2 separate regions of the Anser cygnoides genome follow, and region 1 is linked to region 2. The links are chromatin contacts, called in public Hi-C maps. All regions are on one chromosome and are shown on one strand. The core of a region is the stretch at or near the end of the contact, and the rest is flanking DNA. Distances in the headings are between cores, read along the strand shown. Region 1 holds the start of TUBD1 (tubulin delta 1). Region 2 holds the start of YPEL2 (yippee like 2).

Evidence for each region. Hi-C and Micro-C count contacts between places; a contact is called where the count stands out from the background.
Region 1: a contact with region 2 is called in a Hi-C map of liver, with 2.6 times the contacts expected there. The contact joins the promoter of TUBD1 here to the promoter of YPEL2 in region 2. A contact is called at or near these places in 2 of 7 Hi-C or Micro-C datasets (granulosa cells and liver).

What each region holds. Positions count from the first base shown.
Region 1 is chr18:9,916,070-9,920,177 of Taihu_goose_T2T_genome, reverse strand. TUBD1 (tubulin delta 1) reads left to right here and starts at 1,547. Exons shown (of 10, transcript XR_010825652.1): 1 at 1,547-1,669; 2 at 2,829-3,023; 3 at 3,576-3,723. It overlaps RPS6KB1 (ribosomal protein S6 kinase B1), which reads right to left and starts at 1,286. Exons shown (of 14, transcript XM_066979418.1): 1 at 1,086-1,286. The coding sequence starts at 1,157.
Region 2 is chr18:9,732,135-9,736,587 of Taihu_goose_T2T_genome, reverse strand. YPEL2 (yippee like 2) reads right to left here and starts at 2,491. Exons shown (of 5, transcript XM_048074141.2): 1 at 2,341-2,491.

The DNA of each region.
Region 1 (4,108 bases), core at 298-2,797, 180 kb before region 2:
GCCCTGTTTTAACTTCAGGTCCATTCTAACCTTCCCTTATTTTAACCTGACAACCACATTAGGTTGCCACCGTGCATTCACATTCACAGAAACTGTGCCAGAGATATTTCAGTCGTGACATCTTTTTCAAAATCCACAATAACTAATAAAACATTTAAATTATCTCCCATGACTGAATTATTGGAACGTGAGAGAGAAAAAATTCAACTTTCTTGCTATCCCCTTAGAACCTGCTCTTGGCAGCATTAGCGGTGTGATGCAATGGACGTTTTTAAAGCCAGACGCTTTATCGGTTACTGAGGTGACAAACACTGCTTTTTCCTGCAATCTTGAGACCTGGTCATGCCTGCAGCTGTCAAATATCTCCACAGCTTACAGGCGGTGTGGGTGTTCCAGCTGTGACACCGGGCGTCTCAGAGACTCCAAGCAGTGTTTAAACAGCATAAAATAAATGCGGCTGCAGTTCAAGCAATAGCAACCATCTAATATAGAAAACACTATCTACAAGCAGCAGTACTAGAGAAGTATTAACGGCAACTGGAAGTTTCAACAGAGCCTATAGGACTGTTATAGCACGGCAGGCTGCAGACCACAAGGTGACCCGCTTGGGAAAGCGGCCGGGGACGCACGCTGATCCGCAGAGACGTCAGGCAGCGCTTTAAAGCTCTGCTTTTAATTCTGGCGCCAGAGCAACGCCTTCACACAGCCCGAGACAGCTCGGCGGCTCCGCGCTGACGCTAAAACGCGTGACGGGAAAAATAAAAAACCCAAACCGCTCCGACACCCGGGCCGGAGAAGAGCGCCCCGTCCCTGGGGAGGGGCCCCGGGCAGCGCGACGCGGTGGCGGCCCGCGGCAGGACGGGCGCGGGGCCCTCACGGCCACGGCGGCGGCCTCGCCTTCCCCGGCACGGCCCCGCCTCGGCCGCGCTCCCCTCACCGCCGGCTCCTTCCCCGGCCCCGGCCCCGGCCGGGCGGGATGGCCCCGGCGGCAGCCCCGGGCCTGCCCCCGCCCCGGCCCCGGTCCCGGCCCCGCCGCTCCCCTCAGCGCCCGCCCCGCGCCGCCGGCCCGTGCCCGCCGCTCTCACCCCCTCCTCCAGCTCCTCGTCCGAGCCCGCGTCCTCGGGCTGGTCCAGGTCGATGTCGAACACGCCCGCCATGGCGCCGCCGCCGCCCCCTTCCCGGCTGCGCTGCGTGCCCGGGGCCTGCGCCGCCTCATGGGCCCGCACCCCCCAACTCCGCCACGGCCGCCATCGCCGGCTGCCCGGCCGCGCTGCGCATGCGCCCCCGCCCCGACTCCGGGCGCCGCGCGTGCGCACTGCGCCGCCCCGCCGCGGTCTGCGCCGCGCTGAGCATGCGCGGAGAGGGAGTCGGCCGGGCAGCCGGGCGCGGAGCGGAGGCCGGGCATGCGCAGTGCGCGTCCGCCTCCCTCGCTGCCGGCAAGGAGCTTGCGCAGAAAGCGCGGCGAAGCCGCGGGGAGAGAGCATGCGCAAAACGCTTCGTGAAGCCGAGAGCCCCGCCGGGCTGCCCGGAGCGCCTTGTGAGCATGCGCGAGGCGGGCTGTTCGAAGGCGCGGCTCGGGCCGGCCCGGCGGGGAAGCGGCTCCCTCAGGCGGCCGCTCACGCATGCGCCGTCGCTGCCCCAGCGCTTCAGCGGGTGGGGGGGCGCCGAGGTCAGCCCTGAGGGGGCGCCCGGGGCTGGGGGCGCCCGGGGCCGGGGCCGGCACCCCGTGAGGGCGGTGCTCCGCCGGGGGGGCCGGGAGGGGGGCAGCGGAGAGGAGAAAGGCGCCGGGAGCGGGCGGAGGCCGAGCCACGCGAGGGCCGGGCGTACCCGCCAACATGGCGGCCCCCCGGGGCTGGCCGGGCCCTGTCAGCGCTGCGGAGCCCGGCGGCGCCTCGCCCTGACTGGGGGGGGGTGGGGCCGGGAGCGGGGCCTGAGGGGCGGCGCCTCGGTGTGAGGGGGTCTGAGGGGGCCGGGGGAGAGCCCTCAGGGGGGCGTCGTGTGGGGGTTTCTCGGGGAGGGGGGCTCGGCCCCGGGCTGGCCCGAGGCTGGCAGGCGCCGCCCGGCAGCAGCGCCGAAATCGGGCCCGGGAATTAAAAATAGCACATACCTGCCCGCAGCGGGGTCCGCTCGCAGGCTGCGTTCCAAAGAATGCTGGTGCAGAAGTGCTCCAGCATAGCTGGGGTGGTAATGAAAAACAGTCCGGAATAACGGAGTCGGTTTGAAAAAAAACAAACAAACTTGTTTTTGTAAAAATAGAAAAGTGCAAAAACAGCTACTGCAAAACGCTGAGTGGGGAGCATGTCAAACACACCAGTACTGTATCAAAAACTTTTCTCTGTGTGGTGGAAATCTAGGGAATCCCATTGTCACCTCAGCAGATTTAGGCACCAGGCGCACAGCAGTGCAGGACTGGAAATCGATGAGACTCGTGGACAGGCTTCACGTTTCTTAAGCCCTATGGTACTTTCTTACTGTGTTTAATATACTTTTAGAGCCTAACCTAGAGCTCTGTTGGATTTACAATTAGTCACTTCTACCCTGCCTTATTAAGCAAACGTAAGAAAACTTGACTCCTTGCTGTATGGTTGATTTCAGCCCTGTAAACAGACTGATTCACTGTAAAGTGCCACCTGCATTCTTTTGACACTCAGAATAAAGTGCTCACAGTCAGTATTTCACCAGAAATAGCCAGTGCTTATGGCGTAGGCCTTTCCTCCTCACTAGAGGTTGTCAGAAATTACGAAAGTGACCAGAATTCCACTTATCAGAACTTTTTTTTTTTTAGCTTCTGTTTCCCACGGTTACTGAAGGCATACTTTTCTTTTTAGGGTTAAACACAAGGTGAATAAGCATGTCAATAGTTACAGTCCAGCTCGGACAGTGCGGTAATCAAATTGGTCGTGAGGTGTTTAATGCTATCTGCAGTGATGTCCATGGCACACACGGACTGTGTTCCAAGAAGGAGAATGAATCCTACCATGACGCATGTAAAGAACGCTTTTTCATCGAAGCAGAATCTGGAGGTACAGCGTTTAAACGTTTTGTTTCCCACAGAGGGTTTGGTTTCCAGCCTAATGCAGATAAGAATGCAGAAATAATAAGAGTTTTCCCTTCAGTTTTGAAGAATTGTCACAACCTTCTGCCTCCATGACATCACTAACAACCATGGAAGCAAAATCACTGTGCAGTAGAGCGCCTGAGGCCACAGAGCAAGTAGCAAGTCTGCCAGTAACACAGCTGGAAACTGAACATATGTGTAACTGACCTGCCCTGCCAAACACCTGCATTTTCCCCTGTAGATAGGTAATACCTGGAATAGGGCCTGGATTATTTGAATCCGGTGTTAGCAAACAAGTTAACAGGTTTATTTCCTGGAAGATGTATGTCTAAAGAGTTCAGATCTGTCCTTAGAGCAATAGATGGTTCTCCAGAAATCCAGGACACTGCCAAGTTCTGTTTTCTGTACTAGTTCAGCTAGGATGGAAGGAATACAGCTTGGCCCATGATGCAAGTCTGTCTATCTTACATAACAGGTTGTAATATTAGCACTTAGTTTTGTTTTTCTTCCTATCCAGTACCTGTTGCCCGGGCTGTGCTTGTTGACATGGAACCTAAAGTAATCAGCCAAACTCTGTCAATAGCTGCCAAGTCTGGCTACTGGAAATACGATGATCATTCACACTTCTGTCAGAAGCAAGGGTCTGGGAACAACTGGGCAAATGGGTATGAACTCTCATTTCCAGCTTCACTAACAAAACTGTAGAGACTAATGAGCTGTCTACACTCCCTAGGAGTGATACTGTTGCAGCTGTGCAAGGTACAGGGTATGTAACAACTTGATTTATTTTTAAGGTAGAATAGCAACACATATTACAACAACATTTCTACATTGCTTTTTGCAAGATAAAATTGTTTACAGTGAAAATGTAATGTTTTAGAACAGAGTGGATATATTTAAGAAGAGGAAGCAATAAGTGCAATTTATAAACAGCTGTTTTGCAAAATAAATGTTGCAGCAGAGGATTGTTTGCCACAGACAGAATGGGTAACATAATGCCAGGTTACATAAGTAATACAAAGAAACGTATCCTTTATTGAGGCTGACCTT
Region 2 (4,453 bases), core at 1,242-3,741:
GCGAGCAGAGGGTGGCAAAAGCAGGAGGCAGGAGCAGTCGGCTCCTGAAGTGCAAGGCCACCACGTGGGCCATGCCCGGACAAGCATGGATCAAAGGGGCAAGTAAGGCATGGCAGAGGAGGGATGCTGAGCTTCGTCCAGAGAAAACTAGAGCTGGGAGCGATGGGGGCAACAGGGAATGAGACGCAGACCCTGCAGCCCACCCAGAGATCTGCATTTCGTCCCCCCGCCAAAGAGGTCGACCTATAAAAAGTCTTTGTTTGGGGAAAAAGAGGTCCGGCTGCTCAACCGGCATGGCAGCGGCTGCAGACGTGCTGATTTACCGGAGGAAGATGTGCTCTAAGGAAATGAAAAATCCTCGCATGAGTCATAGAAGTCGATCTCATCTATGGATTTGTCTTGGTTTCTGGAAGGCAAAGGAAATCTCTCCTTACCCTTTCGTTACTGTGATTAGATCTAGAAGACAAGGCCTTAGCATTAACAAGCCCAGAAAAGAGGGAACAAACGGAAGGACCAACTCACAGAAAAGAAAGGAAGCTATGTGTTTTGCAATGGTTTCAAAGCGATAAATACGCTCTGCTTCGCAATTCTGCCTTGAGCCTCACTGATCAGCTTCCAAGCAGCTACGGGAACTGAACTCTCCATTTCTCCAAACGCCACTCGGTGATCTCTCCCGAATCCCACTGCTCTAGCACTTCAGAGCTGACCTCTTAAGTTCAAACAGACAAAGATTTCCCAGTTAACCATCAAAGCCCAGTGAAAGCCTAGCTTTATTGACCTTCAGGAGGTTTCTAAGCACATGGTCAAAGGCAAAGCCGTGATGCAAGACCAAGAAGTAAATGCTTTTTACTCCTCTGCAATCCCCACAATGCTTGTATGGCAGTACCACACTAGATCAAGGAGCTCCCACCTTCTAAACTGCTAGCCAGGATCGACACCAGAGTGACCAGTTCCTTAATTAAATTCTCTCTCAGCAACAGGTATTCAGCCATGAGTCAAGGAGCCTTTGAGGGAATGTGGATTTACAGGTAGTGATGCTGCCTTCCTCAGTGCAACCCTGACTCAACTACCCACACCAAACAGCACAGAAAGGAAATCACTTATTCAAAGCCTGTGGACCCAGAGGACACAAGGCGGCCCAATGACCGACACAGCTTTGCCACCTACTCCCAGGCCCTAGCACCCTGAAAGAGACACCTGCAAGGAAAGGTTAAAATTTTAAATAAAAAAATAATAATAAAACGAAGAAGCACTAGATAAAAGAAATATCTTTGTCCCTCCTACAGCATTCCCAATTTTACCTTCAAAGCACCAAAAGCTCATTTTAAACGGTTTTCTTTTCAGCGCGAGACAAGAATTAGGCATCCAGTGAGAAAAGGACAACGTCTCAGCTCTCCATTGAACCGTGACCATTACACAGCAAACATTTCAAAGAAACCAGAGGCGTGCAGCTCGGTACGACGAGGTCTTAAACCGAACAAACGGGAGCGCTCTGGAAGCACGAAGTCACGCAACACGTCCTCTCCGGGCAGGATCCTCTCCCGCAGCTCTCGGTACCTGCCCGTTTCCGACCGCCTGGCTCGGCAGAGGCCTCCCCGCGCTGCCCAGCGCGAGCCCGAAGTAACAGCGAAGGCATCAGCAGAAAACCCTTATCTGGAGCACGGAGCAGGCCCCGAGGACGGCAGCGCCAGGCGGGCAGGTGCCGCGTCCCACCCGCTGTCACCCGCTCCCGGCCTTCCCCTTTCCGTGCCTTGAGACAGAGGCCGCAGCCCAGCACAGACTCACCCCAGCAAATCGCAGCGGGTTGGGGGGTAAGGGGGTGTCCGGCTGCTTTCCCTGCGTGGTTGGAGCTGCGATTTTGGACCAAACCCGGTTCCCCTGGCAGCAGAAATCCGCGTTAAAACCTTCCCCCCCCCCCAGCCCCGCAGCGGGCTGCTTCACTCACGCCGAGCTCGCCGGGTTTTGCTGCCCCAAACCCAGTCCCTGTAGGGCAGGACGAGGCCCGGGGTCCCCGCACCTGAGGGCGGTTTGGGGGGGGGGGGGCCTCAAGGCCCGGCCTGGGTTGGGGGGGGACCCGGTCCCGCAGCCCCCAGCCTCACGCACGGAGCTCAACGGACACCAAGGGCCGGCCTTCCTCCTCCTCCTCCTCCTCCTCGTCCCCCCGCCGCCCCCGGCCCGGACCTGTTGCCCCCCCCCCGCCTCACACAAAGGCCGCCGCCCGCCCGGCCCGGCCCCCCCTGAGGGAGCAGCCCCCGGACGCGTGGGGGGGGGGGTGTGGGGGGGGAAGCGGCTGTGGCGCAGCCCGGCCCCGCCGCGCGCCCCCGGCCCCGCCGCACTCACTCGCCGCAGCGCGGCCCCAGCGCAGTCGGAGCGCGGCCGCCGACGCGCCCCAGGCAGCCCCGCAGCGCCCTCCCACCGCCGCTTTATAAGCGCTCCTCCCCGCCGATCGGCACCGCCGCCGGCCAATCGCCGCCCGCTGGTACATAGCAACAAGCCGCCGGTTGGGCGCCGCCGGCCGCAGCCCATTTTTCCGCCGCCAATCGGAAGGCGGAGGCGGGGGGGGAGAACCCGCCTCCTCCTCCCTCCCTGAGCTCACCGCTGGCCCCCCCCCGCCCCGCCCGCCGTCGGCCTCGCGCAGGCAGCAGCTGGGGCGGCGGCAGCCAATGGGAGCGGAGCTGGCGCTGCCGGCGTGGAGCGCGGCGGGGGGGACAACAAACAGAGGCCGCTGCCTCTTAAAGGAGCCGCTCCCGCCGCGCGGCCCCGGGCCTGTGAGGGAGGGCGGCCCTGAGGGGAGAGGTCGCCGCCATTAGCGCCCCCCCTGACGTTACGGAGAACTTTGTCACCTTCAGGCCCCCTGTTTCTGAATTTAGATGCAGATTTGGTCCGTACGCGCCTGCACGCAGCCAAACCAGAAAGTGCAAGGGCGAAATTAGGTGTGATTACCTCAGAGCACGTTAATTGAGAGACGAGCAGCACACAGCTCGAAATAAACTGATTTGAAGGCTTCTTGCTGCTTTTTTTTCCTGGAGTTCTGGTTTACAAAATGGTGTGCCATACATCTGCTTTCCTAAGCGGTGGTGACAACAATTTGTCATCGTATGAAACATTATTAAAACTGTACTTTATATCCATCCTTCTGTCACAGAAAGGGATAGAAGTTATAGATCATACTCGCTGAAACAGTTGCTCTACAGGATTATTCTTGCTCTAGTGTTTTACTGCCTTTTAAAATATTCATATGAATATTTTAAGCAATTCTATTGTATTTGGAAATAATGGTAACTGCAAGGGGAAGGGTCTGTTCTGTGCAATAAATATATGGACACCAATGCACACTAAGAGCATTAAGCAATGGGTGATATGACACGGTATTTCTACTAGTTGTAATAAAAGAAGAAAATATCCCTTATATAGAAAAATAACTTTCTACCTTGCAGTATAGGCATAGTTTTCTTTCACGCAAGCAAAACACACCTCTCAGATCACATTACTAAAACGCATGCCAGCTAGCTAAGAGACTGTATAAACCAGATTTTAAAACACAAAATGGCATTTGTTCCTGTAAGCTGGTGGTACTGCCAAGTACAATTTAAATATCCTATTAATGAAGGCTCGAGCACCATGGTAGTTGCTAGCAATGAAATAGACTCAAATGAAGAAGGAAATTGTCATGTTATCCTTAGTCTGCTACCAGAGCAACAAGAGCCTACTTTGTAGGCTTACTTTAAGCTTCTTCTTTTCTTAGATAACCTCCTTCCTCTTCAGGCCAGCAAGCAGAGCCAACACACCAGATTTGCAGACCCACAGAACCAGATGAAGCCATATTTACAAGATCTAGACACGTTTATATGCAGGAAGTGGTGAAAAATTTGCTTGAACTTTACATCACCAAGACTCCTCAAAATAACCTCAGGTATCTAAAGTCAAAACTATCAGCAAAATAAGTTTACACAACATGAAAGAGAGGCTTCTATGCAAGGTTTTTTGTTTTGTTTTTTAACCTGGAGGTGAGTTGCACAGAAGAGTTTTGTTTGTTAATAAAAATGCATGTTATTTACAAGAATATTGAGATGATTACAATAGAAAGTTTTGTATGTATAAAAACAAACTTGCTTTAGGATGATGGTTAATTGGAATTACATTGATATAAGTTGAGTATCACCATGGAAATCCAGGGGATCACACAGCTTCGAAATCATGGGAAAAAGACTATGTATGAAAGCCAAAATTGCTTTTTTAAACTATGTGCTGTTCTTTATGAAAATCCTTTAGAAAACTGGAATCTTTTCAGGGGTAACTACTTCATTAGCAGCGTTTTCTTCTGTTTGAAAAAATAAAATGCTAGTTAGGTGCTAATTATTTTCTCATTGAAGCTGCAAGTCACATTTTTCACAATGGATTCTGCATTACAGAACTTGGTTGCAAGCTCTGCAAGCACAGCTTGATAAGCATC